Linked DNA regions of Mus musculus: region 1 is linked to region 2. Evidence: chromatin contacts called from public promoter capture Hi-C data. All regions are on one chromosome and are shown on one strand. The core of a region is the stretch at or near the end of the contact, and the rest is flanking DNA. Distances in the headings are between cores, read along the strand shown.

Region 1 (3,693 bases), core at 738-3,237, 140 kb before region 2:
GGGCTCTTAGTATCTGGATTCTTTCACTCATATAAGGCTTTATGATTTACCCCAATTCCTTGCTACTTAGCATCCCACTCTATAACTATGCTATAGAACGATTATCCATTTGCCTCTTCATGGACATTGGAGTTATTGCCACCTTTTACTATTGTGAATAGAGTTCCGTGAGGACCTGCCACACCACAGTTTTGCTTAAATACCCATTTGCCTATAGTTGTTTGACTGTGACCTATATCACAAACAAAAACACCTGTTAGCCACAGGGCTCTGCAGAGAGTACAGTGTGGGCTCCTCTGTTGGGCCAGAAGCCTTTTTCTTTGACTTTCTTCTTTTTGCTGGGCACCACTGACCTTGGCAGAATGCTGTTGCTGCAGTAGCAGCCTTGTTGATGAGGCTCTCGTTGCCAGGTGATCCTGGAGCTCTAGAGAAAGCCTTTGTGAGCTGGGGAGGACAGGCACCCATTGAACTGGGCTAATCCCACTGACTATTGTCACAGTTAGGAAAGCGCTTCAGATGGCAGGACTTGTGCCCATCAGCAAATACCAGAGCACAGCATGTGGTGTTAACACGCAGCAGTTTCTCTTCTCCCGAACCCCCACCCCCCAGCTTCCCACCACTTTGTTTTTTAAGTCACCGTGGGGAGCCAGTTTGTTTTTTCAGTGTGCACAGGAAGATGACCAGTTATGGACTTGAGTTTGATTCGCAAATAAAACAGAAGTTTCTTGATTCCAGTGTCAATTCTTATTTTTTATTAATTAATTAATTTTGGATTTTTCAAGACACAGGCTCTTAACAAGCCCTGGCCATCCTGGAACTCAATCTGTAGACCAGGCTGGCCTCTAACTCATAAAAATCCACCTGTATCTGCCTCCTGAGTGCTGGGACTAAAGGCATGTACCACCATGCCTGGCTGGGCATCAGTTTTTATTTGTTGTGATTTATTGATAGTTACTTATTTTGCCTTATTAGGGATCAAACCCAGGGCTTTTCACGTGCCAGGCAAGAGCTCAACCATTGAGCATACATGCCAAGTCTGGCTGTCTTTATACATACATACATACATACATACATACATACATACATACATATATATATATATATATGTATATATGTATGTATGTATATATGTATATATGTATATATGTATATATATGCACCTGGAACTATCTAATTCTTCCAATATGTAAGATTCTGATGAAAGGCAACTTAGAAAACCTGTATTAGTTTAGAAAGCCAGCTCTGGGCTGTGGAGCTGGCTCTGTGGGTAAAGCTCTTGCCATGCAAACATGAAGACTTGAGTTTAAATCTTCAGAACCCAGGTAAGATTTGGCATGGTAACACCCACCTATAGATAGGGGGCAGCTCCATCAGGGTCCTTGGAAGTTGGCATACCAAACCCTCGTGCATATAGCCACAAATGACAAAGAGTTCTGTTTCAAACAGAGAGGAAGGCGAGGGGTGGCACAGGAGTTTGTCGTCTGACCACCACATGAACACTGTCACAGTGCATTCATTCTCTTCCCTCACCACACGGACACACGTATCACATATATATATATAAACAATGGGAAGCAGAGGGTAGGGGAGAAAAAGGAAAGAAAACCCTAAACCGACATTCTGAGACTGAATCTTAGCTCTGTACAACTTTGAGTAAGTTGCTTGTGCCCTCAGAGCCTCAATTTCCTAATCTGTAAAATGGAGTTGGCACAAAACCAACACCTAAAATGCTAACAAAACCCTGCCTACGTAAGTTATCTTTGTGTTAATCTTTCTTAAAATTAACTAGCAAAGAAAAAAGTGGAGTCATCTGCCATGGGGAATCCTCCAATTGCCTTGGCTGCTCAAAACCAAGAGGCAGAGGAGCCAATGACTCAGAAGTGTGGTCTCCTCCCAGGAGTTTAGCAAGCACTAAGCACATACGTGATTCTGTAATTTCACAACGCTGGGCTCTGGCCAGATAGTGCAGAGGTTCTGGGGTTGGGTGGGGTGGGGGAGGAAAGCAGTGGCTGCTGGGACTGCAGTCACCTTCACAATCTCTACTGCCCAAGTGCTCTGAGCTCACTTGTTTGCCTTACTTCTTGGCAAAACAGACAATCACATAGCAACAACTGCCCTGGCCTATTCCCTAGAGCTTTCCTAATTGCCTTGAAGGAAAGTGCTTAATCCATTATAGTTACTGGAAGAATGCTGGAGAAGTAAGGGAATGGACCGGTCCTTCAGTGACACTCACAAGCGCCAACCCTGGATTTGGCATGTGATGTCTCCAGAAGGTTCTTGTGACGTGTTTGCCATGGCCTGACATCCTAATGATTATTTGAGTGGACTTTACGTTCAAGAAAGGTCAGTTTGCACATGTAGGAGAGAGGGTGGGTAGGGAGATGTTTGTAAAACTCCTTCCCGCTGTCTTATTAATAAAAGTCCCAAAGCTCATAACTAGCAAGTTCCATTTTCTCTTTGTAGGAAGCTTGGAGAGGTCTTTTCAGATCTCTGGCAAAACCAAATCAGAGCAGAGCAAAGCTGGCTTCCTGTTGTAGATGTCACTAGTGTTTAGTGGTCACTGACATTCACCTAGGCCATAGACCGAACCCTGCTCTGGAGCAGCAGTGTCAGCAATGGGTGCTGGCACATCTGTGAACCATCAGCTTAGCCAGTGGGTGTGAATGGCACTTTAAAACTCTAATGAGGGAGCAGGGATATGGCTCACTGGGTCAAGTAGCAAGAGTGTAAGGATGAGGACCTGCATGTGGACTCCCAGCCCCATGTAAAGTCAGGCAGGGTGACACATGGCTGCACCCAGCACTGGAAGGCAGTGGTGCTGGAGAGAGATGCCTCCCTGCGGAACTCCAGGCTTAGTGGGAGACTCTATCTTTAAAAATAAGATGGTTAGCCGGGCGTGGTGGCACACGCCTTTGATCCCAGTACTCAGGAGGCAGAGGCAGGCAGATTTCTGAGTTCAAGGTCAGCCTGGTCTACAAAGTGAGTTCCAGGACAGCCAGGGCTACACAGAGAAACCCTGTCTCAAAAAAAAAAAAAAAAAAAAAAAAAAAAAAAAAAAAAAAGATGGTTGTTTGAGTCAAGGCCTGGCACTTTTCTATAGGATAGTGAAGATTCTAGCTGATTCTTGACATGTGTGTATTGAATGTGTTTAATAACTCAACAGTATTAGGCACAATGATCTTTCATTTTAATAAAAGTTGTATGATGAAATAAGGTGTACAGCAATGGAGGAAAAGGCTCAATACTGACCTCTGGCCTCTACACGCACACATACATACACATGTACAAACACACATTCATACACACACTACACATACATGTACATGCACAAAAAAATCTAATGAGTAGAAAATAGCACTTATTCCTTTATTGCTAAGGTCATCTTTATCCCCATGTGTTTAAAGTGGTTGGTCACCTTTTTTTAAAAAAATAATTTTATTTTTTCCTTTTTGCTGAAGCAAACCACTTGATTCACTGAGAACCCAGACTATGTGGGAGTGAAGTTAGAACCAGTCACTACATCCAAGGCTGGGGCCTCGTGAGGACCTGTATCTGTCCACTCTGCTGGATTTTGTTTCTTGGACTAGTTATCTATACACAACATATGATGGATGTTGCAGGCAACCACGCTACCACTATGTCACAACCTGGAGAAGATGTGAGGGTTTTCGTCACACACAGCAAAGTGAAGCA
Region 2 (3,296 bases), core at 354-2,853:
GAGATTATAAGTATGTGTCACGATGCCTGTTTTATATGGTTCTGGGGTATCTACTCCAGGGCTTTGAGCACGCTAGGCAAGCACTCTGCCAACTGAACGAAACCCCTGGATCTCATCTCATCTGTTGCTAGTCTAGCAGACCACAACAACTTAGATCTATAGTCTCACACAACTATTCAAGCTGTAAGTGAAGCATGAAAGCAGCTAGAATCAACATGGGAACAGATGAGTGTCTATGTGCTAATAAAACTTTATTTAAACAAGTAAGTGATGGGCTACAAGTGGGTATGGGCCACAGACTGCCATCCCCTGTTATAGCCTACCATGGTCCTGCATTTCTTTATTACTTCAGCAAGAGAAAGATGGTGGAGTTTAACCAGTGGAGTCAAGGGCCACTGACCCAAGGCTCATTAATGCCCAGAGCTTCCTGGCTACGGCCTTCATCTAGGTATACAGACTCTCAGCCAAAAACAGCTTGGCCTGGGAGAACCAGGGAGATGCTGCTTCTAAATAAAAAGTAACTCCTGGCCTTTGGATGCTACCCAGAACATTTCTTGACAAACCCCTTGTTTGTACTAGAAACTGTTGCCGTTTCTTCTCAAGATTACAAGCACAAAAGTAGAAGTGTACAAGCTCACTTCTAACGGAAGCAGCTGGCCAGGAGAGTTGAGGGAAAGACTAAGGTGGGTACTGGCAGGGAAATAGTGAGTTCGAGGCCAGCCCAGTCAAGACATGGGAGACCTTATCTGAAAACAATAAGAAAAGGAAAACTTTGTGATGAGCATTATACTATATTACACTACTCTAGCACAGGTAACTAGTCCCTTTGGAACAAAAACATTTTTAAACACTTGTGCATAGCTACGCGTATGTTACAGTTTTAAAACTGTAACATACAGTTTTTTTCCCCAGTGACCTTTCATTATGAAAATGCTGAGCCGGGCGTGGTGGCACACGCCTTTAATCCCAGCTCTTGGGAGGCAGAGGCAGGAGGATTTCTGAGTTCAAGGCCAGCCTGGTCTACAAAGTGAGTTCCAGGACAGCCAGGGCTATACAGAGAAACCCTGTCTCGAAAAACAAAAAAAAAAAAAAAAAAAGAGTAAACAGAAGGCATTGTCCAGCACCCATCTGCTCCTCAGTGGGTTCTACAAAAGGAATATGTGTCTTCTCTGGCTGTATCCCTCACCCAAACACCCATAATGGTGTGACTTACAAACACAGTGTGCATATTTTTTGTTTTGTAATAATTTCAACTTTACAGGAAAGCCAAAAGTATTACACTAAGAGCTCTTGCACATTCTTTACCCAAATTCACCAAATTTTACAAATTTGACCAACGTATATGCTATGGTTTGAATAGGTGTCTCTCGAAGGTCCTTGTATTGAAGTCTTGGTTTCCTGGATAGCACAACTGGGAGAGGGCTTTAATCATGGGTGCTGGGGATTTGAACTCAGGTTCTTGCAAACCAAGTATTCTAACTTGGGGAGCTACTCCTCAGCTCTCCCCCAGTTCCTTTTGCCGTTCAGACTGGGAGCCCAGGAGACCTTCTTTATCTGTTCTACTTTATCTCACACCCCCATGAATGTCTGACCACTTCCTTATTTTCTGGCACACAGTAAAAAACAAAACCAAAACAAAAACTGCTAGCCATCGAGAAGGCTCAGTAGGTAAAACAGCTTGCCACCAAGCCTCACAACTCAACTTTGATTCCCAGGACCCACAGGGTGGAAGGAGAGAGCTTCCACAAACTGTCCTCTGACCTGCACAGGTACCCACACCATACACAAAATAAATGCACATGGCGTACATGTTTCTAAAATAGCTCCAGGCTTACTCTATGTCTTCATCCTAGTGGTAAGCCACTTCTCTCGGGGCCATTGGAGTTCCCCTTTTTCTAACGTGATGCTCGCTTCAGCAAAGAGCACTGCCATGAACAGCCCACTTACATACATCTATTATTTTTTTGGTTATTTGATAATTTATTATCTCAAAATGGCATGTAGGAGCATAAAGATTTACCACAAAAATATATGTACTGAACTGAACATACAAAACATTCACTGTGTCTGGTGGCTTTAAAAAAAAAAGTCACAGTAGTAAAGTGACAATTTACCAGGAGGCCCAGGAACAAAGGGGAATGCCATCACCCGGAGGGCTTGCATCCCAGACAGGGGAACTGGAGCCTGTTTCTCTCCTGCATCCGTGTCTGCTTTTCCTCTGCTCTTTCCTCTCCAAAGGCAGGCTGACTCACTCCAGTCTCCAGGATGAGCTGGGTGACCCTCCTCTGGCCAGCCGGCCGGCAGCGTGACTGTCCAGCTGCCTGCCTGAAGACGATGCTTTTATCAGAGAACCCTGATTGCCTGTTCGTGCTCTCTGACCAATTTTTCCATAGTGTCTTAAGTTTATCTACTGAGCTACATGCCCAGCACTCTGGGCATCTTTTCTAAGTTCTTTCTAGTGTGACAGAATTATAATATAGTGTGACCCCTCCCCCTCTTGGAATGGACACACACACACACACAGTTTGCTTGTTTTGAGACAGGATCTCATGAAGCCCAGGCTGGCCTTGAATTTACTAACAGGCTGAGGTAGGCAGTGGCTGCTTGGTTAAGTAGTGATGATTTGATTTTTATGTTTTATATTTTTATTATACTTTTATTATCTTTTATTTAGCAAATGTTGGAAATAATATTAATACTTTTTAAAAAGTTTAAGTTCATTTACTAGGAACATAGGCATTTGATATACTGGGGACATTGACGATGCTTATTCAGAATTTGCCACGGGTCCAAAATCATTTCAGTATTTCTATGCCACATCTCAACCCTCACAACTACTCTGAGGATAGGATTAACATTAGCCCCATTCTACAGAGGGCAAAAGTGAGGCCTGGGGTGAGGATGTACCAGAGTCAAGATTAAACACAGGCTCCCCAGATGTACGTCTGACCAGTCCAAGAGTGCTTCATTCACAGAACAAGATGCCCACAGTGGGACGTGCAAACTCGTTACCTGGGGGTAAGAGTCCTCAAATGCTCGATCCGGAGTCATGTGCTTGATGACGTCAGCCAGAACAGTGTTAACTTCTCGTTTCTATACAGGGAACAAAACCAACTCTGTTGTCAGGTGGAGACACCCAGCTCTCTGACGTGCCCATGATATCGGGCTGGCTGGGTAGCTCAGTGAGCACTCCCCAGCATGTGTGAGGCCCTGGGTTCATCTCAGGACCAAACCCAACCAACCAACCAAAAAGCCACACACCTTCCAGAAAATCATTTCAAATATTCCAAAAGAAT

Evidence for each region. Capture Hi-C pulls out chosen DNA fragments and counts their contacts.
Region 1: a promoter capture Hi-C map of adipose tissue shows a contact between it and region 2. The contact joins two enhancer-like sites. A contact is called at or near these places in 2 of 115 datasets of contacts at active chromatin or transcription factors (embryonic stem cells and trophoblast stem cells) and 2 of 9 other capture datasets (adipose tissue and liver).

Annotation. Positions count from the first base shown.
Region 1 is chr7:118,933,780-118,937,472 of GRCm38.p6, reverse strand. The region is part of intron 7 of Iqck (IQ motif containing K); the gene reads right to left. Among named protein-coding and RNA genes, the nearest start is that of Gm39076, 49 kb to the left of the region's middle. Within about 2 kb of position 1,987, at least 80 of the 459 cell types and tissues checked have an H3K27ac peak or open chromatin away from gene starts, as enhancers often do. A contact at or near this core is called in adipose tissue, where this site is marked.
Region 2 is chr7:118,796,763-118,800,058 of GRCm38.p6, reverse strand. It overlaps Vps35l (VPS35 endosomal protein sorting factor like), which reads right to left. Exons shown (of 31, transcript NM_027815.4): 19 at 3,013-3,093. Among named protein-coding and RNA genes, the nearest start is that of Gm26147, 34 kb to the left of the region's middle. Within about 2 kb of position 1,603, at least 110 of the 459 cell types and tissues checked have an H3K27ac peak or open chromatin away from gene starts, as enhancers often do. A contact at or near this core is called in adipose tissue, where this site is marked.